Linked DNA regions of Lactuca sativa: region 1 is linked to region 2. The links are chromatin contacts, called in public Hi-C maps. All regions are on one chromosome and are shown on one strand. The core of a region is the stretch at or near the end of the contact, and the rest is flanking DNA. Distances in the headings are between cores, read along the strand shown. Region 1 holds the start of LOC111884445. Region 2 holds the start of LOC111884443 (COP1-interactive protein 1).

Region 1 (6,461 bases), core at 913-3,412, 180 kb after region 2:
CACCTATACATACAAAAAATACTTTCGACCTCTCACTAGACGTTGCACACTCAACATCCCTCTACTAAAAGATAACCAAAACTAGTGGGGCGACATTGGTGCCTTTGACCCACGGTACAATGAGGCAAAACTCACCCGAATCGAAGAACTCCGAAACACTGCAATATGATCCCTTCTATGCATTGCTTGCACCAGCGAATTCACTAACACCATAACCAAATAAAATATCAATCAATAGTCCAAATCCCTCAAGTTTGACCCAAAGTCAAACTTTGTCAAAAAGTCAACGATCAACGAAAGTCAAAGTCCAAGGCTGGCTGAGTACGCCCAACATACTCCACGTACGACCATCATACACGATTCAAACCCAATACACCAAGCGTACTCCCAGCTACACCCAACATAAGTTGGCTGATTCCAACATTCCATAAAGCACGTTATCCCTTAAGACCTTTTATTTAGAGCTCAGTTCTATGTCCAAATTAACACTCTAAATTATAAAGCTTCAAACGTTATGATTTTGCATGGCTGGGAAGGGACCAAATCCAAAACCCTAACTTATCATAAAATTCTAAGCTTCATAACACATTCATGAATGGGAGAACAAGACCAATATCACATTTTTATGACCTAATACCCTCATATACACCTGGAAATGCACCCCACAAGATTTGGAACAACCAGACTCAAATGGACCAATTTGTATGGCAAAAAGGACATAACTTTAACACCTTAAACTAGATCTAAGGAAACATTCATAAAGCTTCTAACTTTATACCTTTTGGAGATTAATGAGGGATGCGCACTTCCAGATCTAAAGTTGCTTCAAGCTTCCAAGCTTTATCACCACCTTCTTCTTCCTTCAAAGGTACAAAAAAGCACACTCTTTGGCTCACAAGGCTCAAATTAGGGTTAGGGTTTCAAGGGAGGACGTTGGGAAGATGGAGGATGAGAATGGAAAGGGTTTAGGAAAGTTAAGGACCTTAAATATGGCTCAAAACCTCGAAATTAGGGTTTGGGTTCTGATCGCGTACGCCCAACGTGTGCTCTTGAATGCATGACTTCACCATGCTGGTGCGCCTAACGTACTACCCTTCTTCCCAAAATCAACACACTTTTAAACTACTGCAACTTCTTCATTTCAACTTCCATTTTGGCGTTCTTTATATGCACCAAAATATATTGAAGAGCCCCACAATATTATCTAGATATCTTGGACTAAAAACTTATCGTACAAAAATCCATATTTCATGTAAGAACCCGACTTATGACTTTTCCCTTTCAACCTTTTGGCCCAAATCACAATTCAAATGTTAAATCTCTTAACCATCATTACTTCATTCTAAAAGGACTAAACATTACCTCCTCAAGACCCAAAACCTTTACACAATCAACTTTCGGCCCACAACCCTAAAATAAGAAATGATAGGAAACATGATGTTACAAATAATCATGACTTTCACATACATCATCTAGAAATCTATGAAACGACACTGTGTGAAGTTTTTCCCAAATGATATCCCTAAAAATCTTAGCCACCTATGAAAAAGGGGTCAGAAAACTAGATTTTTTTTTAAAAATCACCAGATGCCATTTGCGAAAATCTAGATTTTACATGCAAAATTCGAAGATCACTTGCAACATTTAAAACAAATTCCTCTTTTTCTGATTTTTTTGGTGTTTTAGTCATAAAAATCACACCAACAACCAAACAAATTTTAATTTTGTTGTTTTACATACGAAAATAACAAAATAGGATTTCACATCTAAAATATATTTACTTTTTTTTTCTAGTGGAAAATGGAAATAGTGTTTGAAGACTTACACATAAAACTTCAAAATAATGGTTTGTTTTTTAATCTATTGCAACTGATTTTCGATTATATCAATCTGAATCTTCACAGATGGTACCTACGATTTTTTTTTCTTTTCAAATCTAGTTTTGGGATCTATTTTTTTTTTTTGCAGATGAATGAGATTTTCACAAATGTCATATACAAAATTCGAAAAATGGTGTTGCTTTGCAATAGCTAATTTTTGTATCAATCTTGAAAAATAATAAATATTTTTTTCTCTGAAAAGAAATAGGTTGACATGATGAATAAAAGTTAAAAATATATTCATAGCTATTCTAACAATTGCCCAATTGTTATGAAACCCGGTCAATCATCACTCGAACCCGACCCATGGCCCATTGCCGTTGGACTTTGTATCGATAGCCATGGACGGCCTCTCGCAAAATCATCGTCTTCTTCGGATTTGTCACCGGTCAAATCCTCCTGTCTTAGTTTGTGCGTGTTTCTTCGTACGGTCTCTTCCCCTCCTCTTGTCCTTTCAGGTCAGCGTATATTCCTTCTTTTCTAGACTCTTCGATTTGTTGTTAGTACGAAATTGTTGTGTTTACGACCGAATCAGATAGATTCGCACTAAATTTTGATATATTGCGATCACGGGATTCGGTAAATTTGTTGTAGAAATTGAAAATTTAGGGGTCCGCTGACAGAACCCTTTATACGTGATTGATTTATTGTGTTAGGATTTGGCTACTTTGAGCTGTATAATCTGATTGACTGATGATTATTTTCATTCAGTTTTAAAGCAAAATTGTTTGATTTGCTATGAAAATCACAGGTGTTCACGAAAGTTTGTTAAAAAACAATCAAAACATCATGGGTGTGAAACAAGTATTAAAGAACCTTGATGCGTTTCCGCGTGCAGAAGAGCATTTATTGCAGAAAACACAGTCTGGTGCTGTTGGTAAGTTTTTTCTATTACTAATTAAAGTTCCCTTGATCTTTATAAGAACATGTCTGAGTGAGTGTGGTTTCACTTGGATGGCTACCATGTTAGATTGAAGAAAAAATGAACAAATTCTTACAATTATGAGATAACTTAAGCAGAAAAATAATATGCCTGACCAAGAAGCAACCTGAAAGATTTTTTTTTCTCAAATTTTCTTGGATTTTACTGCCCAAGGCTGTGCATTTTTGGTTGCAGTTCACTTTGTTGGTTTAGTTCACCATAATAGCATCTACACAACTTACTCAAATAGGATCAATGTAGAAACATCTGAAGTTCATATATTTTTTGGTATTTTAATCAATTCAATCGTTTGCATCACTATTTGAAATCTCACTTTCTCTCTTCCCCTCTTTTGGTTGTCTAGTTTCGATTGCAGGTTTGTTCATAATGGCAACATTATTCTTGCATGAGCTGACATACTACATATCTACATATACAGTTCATGAGGTTTGTTCTTTTGCCATAATCTTTTAGCCCTGATGGTGACTAATTTATATTTATTAGATCATTGCTTCATAGTGGTTATATCTTGTAAAAATTAATATGTTGGCAGATGGCTGTTGACCTGAAACGTGGAGAAACCCTACCAATCCATATAAACATGTCATTCCCTGCTTTACCCTGTCAAGGTTAGCAACTTTTAGTCAAGATGACTCCCTGTTTTGTTCATACTGTGAGCATGCTTTTTTCCACTGTGATTAACATTTGTATTTTTGTCAGTTTTGAGTGTAGATGCCATTGATATGTCTGGCAAACATGAAGTGGATTTAGATACAAATATATGGAAGGTATGGTTGTTCTGTTGTTAAATAACATGTTCTTTATGTAGATTAGACTATGTATTTTATTTTTGTCAATATACAATACCTTAACCTTTAACTTTATTGAGATTATCTAAATAGTCATTTCTTTATCCAAATTTGTGATCCTTAGAACGCCATTAAATGTCATATGTTAGAAGAAGGTTTTTATTTATTTTTTGGGGTTGGGAAACCAGCAAAGCAACTAGCTAAGTATTGGATTTTATGCTGTAATAGGACTAGACAAAATGAAAATGGAGAATAGAAGATGATGACACCAAAATGAATGGTTCCTAAAATGTCAAGATTTCATTTGTTCTCTGGTAAAACCTTCTGTTAAGAATGACATATTAAGGATTCATCATCTAAATTGCTTTAAATCCCTTACTTCATTATTTATACATCAATAGTATCTGTGGAAACTATAAAGAATTGGAGATGAACAGTTGTTTATATGTGGATTGCTTGTTAAGTTGGAATGACTATTGACTAATACCTGTTATATGTGATTTATTCTGCTTACCCTTTGCTAATTTAAGATAAAATTTGTTCCATTTTATCTCGCTTGCTGTATGTAATTGATGCATTATGATTGTTTTAACGGGTTAGAGTTACTGCAGCTTCGATTGAATAAAGAAGGGATGATTATCGGGACAGAGTATCTATCGGATCTAGTAGAAAAGGGACATACAACACATAATCATGGTAATCATCTTTGAATGTATAATGCTTCATTTCATATATAGCAGTTGCATCGCATGTTTAAAGTTTAAACTATTTATTATTATTAGTAGTATCATGGCTCTTATGTATTAGTTTGATTAGGAAATGAAACACATCATCATGAAAAACCTCATCTGGATAGATTCGATGATGAGGCCGAAAACATGATCAAAAAGGTCAAGCAAGCAATTCATGATGGAGAAGGATGTCGGGTATGTGTTGTGACATTTATTTATATTTGACAATAGACATAGATAATAGAAATATTGCTCATAATATTCTTTCTAACTGAATTAGGTTTATGGGACGTTGGATGTTCAAAGAGTTGCTGGAAACTTCCATATTTCAGTTCATGGTTTGAACATTTTTGTAGCACAGATGGTAAATAAAACATGAGTACATGACATTTGTGTCTATTTTATTTTATAACAACTACACATATATTACTATTAATCTAAAATTCTGATTTGTTATTGATCTCTGATTTCTGCAGATCTTTGAAGGAGCTAGCCATGTGAATGTGAGCCATGTGATTCATGATTTGTCTTTTGGGCCAAAGTATCCAGGGCTTCATAATCCTCTAGACGAGACTCATAGAATACTCCCTGGTGCTAGTGGAACTTTTAAATATTACATAAAGGTTATAAAGTTTATTTTATTTAATGTCAGCTTTATCTTCTTATGGTATGTATATCATAATATGGTGTGTTTTTAAAATTTTTTTTATGGTAATGTAGATTGTTCCAACCGAGTATAAATACATATCAAAAGAAGTGTTGCCTACCAATCAGTTCTCTGTTACCGAGTACTTCTCTCCAATGAATGAATATGACAGGACATGGCCAGGTTTGTTTTCTTTTCTTTTGTGAAATCAAATTAGTGGTTATTATGATGACAATCTTGTTTTGTTTATAATTATATATATGTGAGATCTTAAAATTAAAATGAGTTTGTTTGATGTGATTCTTCAGCTGTTTACTTTTTATATGATCTCTCTCCAATTACGGTTACCATCAAAGAAGAAAGACGCAGTTTTCTACATTTCATTACTCGTTTATGTGCAGTCCTTGGTGGCACATTTGCTTTAACAGGTTTGTTTTAACTCTTTCTTTAACTGTTTTAACACCAAAGTAAATAAATAGGCTATACAGTTTTTAAGATTAGTACATAGAAACCTATCAGTAACATAGAGCTTTTGGTAAATTTCATGTAATTATCTCAACTTCAGTTATCATTCTACTTGACACTTTGTATAAAAGCTAAAGAAATACGAGTAAATTGCCTATATTTATAACTTTGGTATCATATTTGACAGGAATGCTTGATCGATGGATGTATAGATTGTTGGAGGCAGTGACAAAACCACAAGCCAGACGTTCAATGCGGTAAAAAAATGAAGCACATCACATCACAGATAATGTGTTTGTCATTTTGCTTTTTATCATATTTAGAACTTGGTATCCTTTTGTCAACCCATATTTTTGTTGGTAATTGTATTATTTAACTACAGTCAATTGGTTTAACCATAGTAACATTTTTTATTTGTGGTTGGTTATTATACTCATGGTCTCCGGTGTTACAGTAGGGAATTAACCAGAGTTACTTGGCCACAAAAACATATTAAGGTTGGATTGGTTTGGATGGATGTTTGACATTAATTATTTTTTTGTTATGAATGTATTAAACATGATTAGAAAATAAGTTATTAAAATAAGGGATGACCACTAAAATGACCAAAAGGAAGGTTAGGAACCCAGAATATGACCATCTTTTACACATTTATCGTAAAATCATCATCTCTTTCTAAAAAAAATAATTTTGCGAAATTACTTTGCTGCATTATTTTATGACTTTTATATTTTGCCAATTTTTGATTCATATATTGTGATAATATCTTTTTATGCGAAATAGATATCAAATTTGTAGTGGGACATTTTAAAATAATTCCTCAAAATAGCGTAATTTCTCAGATTCATTTACTTTTGTGAAATGAGTGGGTATTTTCTGATAACATAAAACATTGTCATTTGATGTGTCAACACCTCTATCTTTTTAAAGTAAGATCAATTAAGGAAGTTATAAGTACTTGAATACACATTTTCCGATTTTTTTTACCCGTTGTCCTTATTAGGCATT
Region 2 (7,243 bases), core at 3,294-5,793:
AAACTTCCAACTCTTGTTGTGCTGCAGACAGCTCTACGGTTGTGTTCTTGAGTGTTTCTTCCACCTTTTCATGATCAGCGATTTTTGCGTATAAACCTTTGAGCTCTTCTTGGATTAAACCCATTTGATCTTCCATTTCTTTTGCACTCACTTGAGCCAACTGAAGCAATCGTTCAAACTCCATTGCTTTTTTAGTCTCCGATTCAGCATGTGAACCACTCTGTTTATGTAACTCTTCGAATTTTTGTGCATCATCTGCAGAACGACCTAGCTCTTGTTCTAGATCTTGCATTTTCTTTTTTGAGCTTTCAAGCTCAATGTTTAGGGTTTCAAATGATTCCTTTACCTTGACCAGTTCCTTTTGGTTAGCCTCTTGAGCTTGAAGTTCCTCTTGCAGATTAGTAACCTGTGAATGGTATCTCTCTTCAGCTTCTTTGAATTCTTCTTGTAGTTTCTTATGGCTGGCTTCGAGATCTTCATGTTTCTTTTCTTGTTGCTCAAGTTTCTCGTTTGCGACTGAGACTTGGTTTTTGAGATCGGTATTTTCGGACTCTGAATGTTTGAGGGCTGTGGTTAATTTTCCTAATTCGCTCTCAAGTTCACTTACTTTCTCCTGTGCCTCAAGTACTTCTCTGCTTTTTTCAACGATGGATGGTTTTTCATCTTCAACAGGCAATGCTCGAGATGTTGTATGGGATTCAACATCGTTTACTTCTACAGTTTCCTTTTCGACTTTTATAAATTCCCCATCTAAAGGCGCTTCTTCTTCCTTCTTGACCTCCTTATCTGCTGGGATTATGTCCTCCTTAGTTTCCTATATATTCACATAAATCAAATTCAGTATGAGCCATCTGAATTAGGGGTAGGCAATGGGACCAGTATACAACCAACTGTACAACTTACCTCAACAACCTTGGTGACTGGTACCTCCGAGCTTGCTACAGTCTCATCTTCCATCGCAGACTGATTGTAATAATATTAGAATTGTTGTGTAGACCCTGAAAACATGAAATTGTGATATTAGGCAACGAAAAATGAATCAGGATTTTGATCAGAGGCATCTGATAAAATAAAAAAAACTACTAGAACTAAATTATACCCTCCGTTATTTGTATATTTAATTCTACAGTTACACCAGAATTTATGTATGTGATCGTTTATGAATTTAATTCTGCGGGATATATCAGACTTCGGTTATAAATGACATTATTTTGAATATTTTTAAGATAGTTCTCAAAAGTCTAGAATAACTTTCAATAAGAAAAACAAAATAATAATCAGTGTGAACTAAAGTTTGTGCCAACACCTGATCATAATGATAATAACAAGCAAGCAAACATTTCAATAAGTACAACGTCAATTTAGTTGTAGGCTTTAAGCAAAAATAATGGGTAAGCAGATAGTTTAACTTTAAAGTTTAGAAAACAAATATTAAAACATTTATGTGGCATATCAATAAGAGGAAGTTCGAATCGTTACTCGAAAAAAATGAGAACACTCTATTTCTATTGAGGAGAGGAAAAACTTTTTTTCTTTTTTGTGTAAGCTTTTAGGGGGTGTTTGACTTAGCTTTTCATATGCCAAAAGTCCTTTTAGAAAAAGATCAAAGCTAAAAGATGTTTGGCAAATGACTTTTAAAAGCAACTTTTGGATTTTGGATAGAAGGAAAATCAACTTTTTGGAAAAGTGAGAAAAACCTGACTTTTTGTAACTTTTCCAAAAAGAACTTTTGCCTTCTAAAAAGCTAAGTCAAACACATAAGCATGGTTTACTCCTTTTTTTTTTGTTAATAGATATTGATGACCTTAAATGGCGTGCACGTTTTCACTATTTTATTTTCATTCGATCAAATTTAAAATTTTTAATCAATCCAAACATTGTTTAACACAAAAGCGTAAATGGATGGAGGTCAATTCAAGTAATTATCGCGACTTTCTCCACAAGAAGGAACCATCAAAGAATTTAAACACGACATCACAACCACAATTTAAATGACCAGAAAACCCATATAAAGCGACATCTTAAATATAAACAAGAAATGTCGCTGTTAATAATACAATATTAACAAATATAGACAATAAAATAGCTTTTGGTCATATTAAAATATAATAACAATTATTAAAAAGAGGCGATGAATATAAATGCAGATACATAATAAATCAAAAAGACGGAAGATTGTACTTCTTTTAGCTGTAGGACAAAAAGAAAAGGACGAGAAACCATTTTGTTACCCCATAGGCCATATATATATTTTAGAAAAAAGAAAGACAAATATAGTAAACTGTACAAGGAAACATGTGCCAACGTTTATTGGCCCAGAAAATAATTAAAAGACAATATTGGAAAGTTGCAATTGCATAGCTGGACGGGCAAACTGGCAAAATCATCGGCATCAACAAACAAATAGACGGGAGGTCCGGGAGGGAATGATGATATGTCAGCATCGGAAATACCGAGATAGAGACTTTACCGATAAAACTTAATAAAACCAACATAGCTGGAATTCTATCTTCTAATTCTTTATAAAAAAAAAAAGTGAGTGATGCAAAATCCATAGAAAAAAATGGAGAATATAATTTTATCATCAAATTTATAAAAAATTATATTTTAGAAAATATTTAAATCTAAGAACGTCAGTGTAGATTATTTGCTGAGTTTTTATTACAACAAAGCTATAAATAAAAAAAAATGAGTTGATTAATCCACAATAATTTTTTTTGTTATACACAATTTTAAAAAAAATACTTTATACGAATCAGTTCTTATAAAAAAACATAAAAAAAAATCATAGTTTTTTTATTAGTTTATCTATAGGACTCGTCAATTTGTTTTTATAGATTCCATTAAAATAATTGAAATAACTCTGTAATAAGCTTGTAAATTTGCAAATTGTAAGTAATTATAAAAAATACTATATTTGAAAAAACAGCCATATAATTTTTTTTGGATTAAAAAAAAAAAAAAAAAAAAAACCTTATGTTGGGATAATGTAACTGTATTTACACGGTTCCGATTTGCACCAATTTAGGAAATAAAGCATGCTAGAACCGCAAAATCAGCAACATCTAATTTGTGAAAGAAAAAAAAAATGGTACAATGTCCTGTCAGTCAAAATCATCATACGTCATCTTACACAACATTAAACTCTTGTATGTAAATTCTAAATAGTTGTAGTACTACAAATATATGCAATAATTGCTTTCATAGTCTAAATAATTATGTGGCTTTTATTTTAAGCAAAAGCTTGATAAATATCGATTCGATTTTATCTTTATTATAACTTTAAAAATTGTTAATTTGAGAATTTAGATAGGCTTGAACAAAACAAAATCAGTTTCATTGTCTTAAAGGCTGCTTTTTCTTTAAGATATTCATTTCACTTTATGGAATTATAATTTGAAATTAAATCAGGAATAAAACTCTTTTGTCTAAGCTTTTGCAAACTTTTGACCATTTTCTAAGGGCAATTGTTACAAAAGTGTTGTCATACTGATCGATATGATTTATGTTGACCATATCAGGAAAAATTTAATTCCTACCATCTCTTGTATTTCAAGAGAATGTTATAATGATTTTGATCAATTAAATTATTAGTAACGACGGTCGATGGCAGTTTTCGTAATTTTACAAGCACTATCATCCAACCAGAAGAAATCAAAACAGTTTATAGGAAATAGATCAAATCTCCCCAAACTCATGGTACCTCATATATATTGTTTTACTTTAAGAGATCGAGGTCCATATTTATGATGATTTAAATCTATTGCTTGGGTTTTAACTTTTAACTAATTCAAGACTATCATAACAACTGGCTTTTAATATGATCAGAAGCTGATTCAAACTAAGCAAAATGATAAAAGCTTGCTTCAGATAAACAAAACCATATTTAAAGTTCTATGATCAAATCAGGTAGAAAATCAGAGCATATCGATCTTAATATATCTAGAAAATTCTACATGATACGCCAAAGCAACAATACGAAAAAGCTGATCAACAAAAACTCAAGCTGTAAAAAGTACCATAAATCGATGCAAAACTTAAATAGTTAATAGCGCGATGATCAGTTAATAATTCGAAATTCGATCCCGAACTTTCAGATACTTCTAACAAAATTTAAGCTTCCAGATACCAAAACAGAATCTAACCAAATTTTCACATACTTCATCATACCAAAGTGATTCAAAATAAAAGTACTAGAAATTGATTCTAAGTAGTTCATTTATCAGATGCCGAATTCTCATATACTGTGTACAAAATTTGGAGTTCCAGATACAAAATCAGCCATATCTATTCCATATTTCAACATACTTTATACCAAATTTAAAGTAACCAAAAGTTCGATTCACAATAACACTTCTAAAAATCAATCGAAGCAATTCACGTATCGACTAACCTTAGATCTCTGAAACGATTCTTTCACCTTTACTGAAGCTCCTCCTTGAGAGAGAGAGAGAGAGAGAGAGAGAGAGAGAGAGAGAGAGAGAGAGAGACGAAGAGAATCTGGGTCGGTATAAGGGTATTAGTAGTAGCAATAGTTTTTCTTAAGTGGGGGTAAGACACGGTGTGGGGCCGTCTATAGTAATCGCCAGCCAATTAGGACATTGTTAAATACAAGACGGTGTCCTCGCCACCACTTGCCACTGCACATTTGCCACTAGATTGCTTACATAATTACAACACTACCCTATGTCTTAAACTCTTAATTACCAATAATTGCATAAAACAAACTTTTAAAATTTGTAAAAAGTAATCATTTATATGTCTATGTAAATTTCTTCAGCAACTCAACATTCTTTTTTAAATTAATACTCGATATAACGTAAATGATGTGTTGATTTTCATTAATATATGAATGCTTGTCAAGCGCCCATTGTGAGGTTTTTGTTACAGTTTAGGGATGAGAAGGGAACAACTTATCCGTTTTCATAATCAAAGCCGTTGGTTCCTGAATCACACCCATTTTAAGCTATTTTTTTCTCGTTTATATGGAAGTGCTATCCTCAAAAAAAAAATAGTGAATACTACAATGACAATTCTCTATCACCACTTCGTCAAGAACATAGACGTCTAACTCAATATTTGAATGTGACGCGTTCACATGCAATGCATGTACGTGGTAAATAAAACCGACTTGAGAATTTAATCGCGTGTGACGAACGTCTATGAAACGCCACTTCATTGGGTTTTATTATTTATTTTCGTTTTTTATTATTTTTTTAATTAAACATATATATATTCTCGATTTTTAGGTTTTTTATTTTATTTTTCGTTTTTATTTTATTTTATTTTTAGTTATTTTAATTTTTAAAAAAATATTTTAATTATATTTTTTAATGTTTTTACTATATATTTGAAGGTACTAGTGTTTTTGTTTACTTTTTTTTTTATTTTTTTTAAAACTAAATATTGGTTCGAGATTTTAATATTTAACAATTATAAAAGTTTTAAATAATAAAAATATTAGCGGTCAAAATATTTTCTGTTCATACTATTTTTGAATCATATTATTTTTAAATCGTAATATTTTGAATGAAATTATTTTTAATCACAGTATTTTTGATCATATCATTTTTGAATTTCAGAAAAAATAAATTGGTCATTATATATTTTGAATCATTTAATTTTAAATCATGAAATATATAATTAATGATCATAAAATATTTGAATCAAAATATTTTTAGATCATAAGAAACTTAAGACCATGACACGTTGAATCAAAAAAATTTGAATCATCTCATTTTGGAACATATCATGTTCAATATTTAAAAAAAAAAGTTATAATATTTTAAACTAAAGTTTGGTGTCTAAACAATTTTATTTATACAAATTTCTTTTCAAAAGAATTCATAATATATGATATATGATAAACCTTTTAAAAGGATTTTTAATTTGGAAAACAAAAATATACATGTCTTGTTTTTTATAAAAATTTAAAGTCATTTTTGAATCATTTACAGTATATACTTTTTAAAAATTCTTTTATAAACTGATTAAAATAGTAATACGAAGAGCAATATCATTTATTTTGAATTTGGATAAAAAAAATTTCGTTATATTTTATAAAAAAAATATCTCTTAAAATTAAAAAATAAACACCTCAAAAACTTACTTTTAAATTTTTTTTTAGAAAAGAACAAATTACACGAATGGTCCTTAATGTTTTTTTTTCCCTAAAGTAGTCCCTACGAAACTTTTTCCCCTCATATGGTACCTACGGAGCAAACCTTGCACACAAAAGACCCCTGTGACTAACTTTGCTAACAGATTCTATTAAATTTCGTTAAATGACAAAAATACCCTTTGTTTTATGCACACAAATGGTACTCTCTCTCTCTCTCTCTCTCTCTCTCTCTCTCTCTCTCTCTCTCTCTCTCTCAGAACACATATACATACAGTAAAAACAATACTCCTTACAACCAAAATAATTGTTTGCGATCCACCCCACCCTACCAGTTCCCTTTCTCTTCTTCTTTTCTGAATCTATGAAATCAAGATGCTCTAAGCATACCTGCAATTGAGAAAAGGAAATCAAATTGAGCAGATGAAATGAAAAACCCTCACCCCCACTCTCTTCCATTTACAGAAACGAAATCAAGATCAAGCAATCAGAATATCTAGTCTCGAGCAACAAGTAACAAGTAAAAATAAAGAATTTTCTCTAATCTAATATGATCACGACTAGAAAAGGTTCCAATTAATAAAAAAAATCATGAGATTATGATCTTTAACCGGTAGAAACCTAACAAAAACAAGAGTTCAAGTACATAAAATGGAGTTTGAGGAATTATTGAAATGAAAAGAAGATCGGAGAGAAGATGATGGAGATCGAAAGAAGCAGAAGTTGATATGGGAAAATGACGTCAGGGAAGTTGAACCCTAGCCTCAATTCACTTTTGCTCTAATGGATACGCCACCACCATTGATCTTATTTGTTCTCTTCAAGCCACCGTCTGCAGCATCAACCATTCAACAACAAAATCGAATCAAGCCACATTCAGCGGAGACAACAATTTTGTGGTTCAGGACTGCCGCCGGAGAAGATGGATCTGTGGTTCAACATTCGACGCCACTATCTTCACCCACCACTTCAATGATCGCTGGTGGAGCAGGTTCTGAACTCTAGGTTTTGATTTCCACAAAGAAATCAAGAAAGAACAAACACAAATCAATTGTTTTTCAATTTTGATTTTCAGGTTTAGATTTTAACAATCAAGCAAGAACAAACCTCAATATGAGATGGGAT

The links. A called contact is a pair of places that touch in the nucleus more often than the background predicts.
Region 1: a Hi-C map of leaf shows a contact between it and region 2, with 5 times the contacts expected there. The contact joins the promoter of LOC111884445 here to the promoter of LOC111884443 in region 2. A contact is called at or near these places in 3 of 4 Hi-C or Micro-C datasets (leaf and seed).

What each region holds. Positions count from the first base shown.
Region 1 is chr3:49,186,604-49,193,064 of Lsat_Salinas_v11, forward strand. It overlaps LOC111884445, which reads left to right and starts at 2,163. Exons shown (of 12, transcript XM_023880769.3): 1 at 2,163-2,338; 2 at 2,632-2,757; 3 at 3,167-3,249; 4 at 3,356-3,431; 5 at 3,523-3,590; 6 at 4,223-4,307; 7 at 4,428-4,537; 8 at 4,623-4,706; 9 at 4,819-4,965; 10 at 5,063-5,171; 11 at 5,297-5,416; 12 at 5,641-5,883. The coding sequence starts at 2,670. The coding sequence ends at 5,714.
Region 2 is chr3:49,002,478-49,009,720 of Lsat_Salinas_v11, forward strand. It overlaps LOC111884443 (COP1-interactive protein 1), which reads right to left and starts at 4,544. Exons shown (of 6, transcript XM_023880767.2): 1 at 4,394-4,544; 2 at 904-998; 3 at 1-814. The coding sequence starts at 957.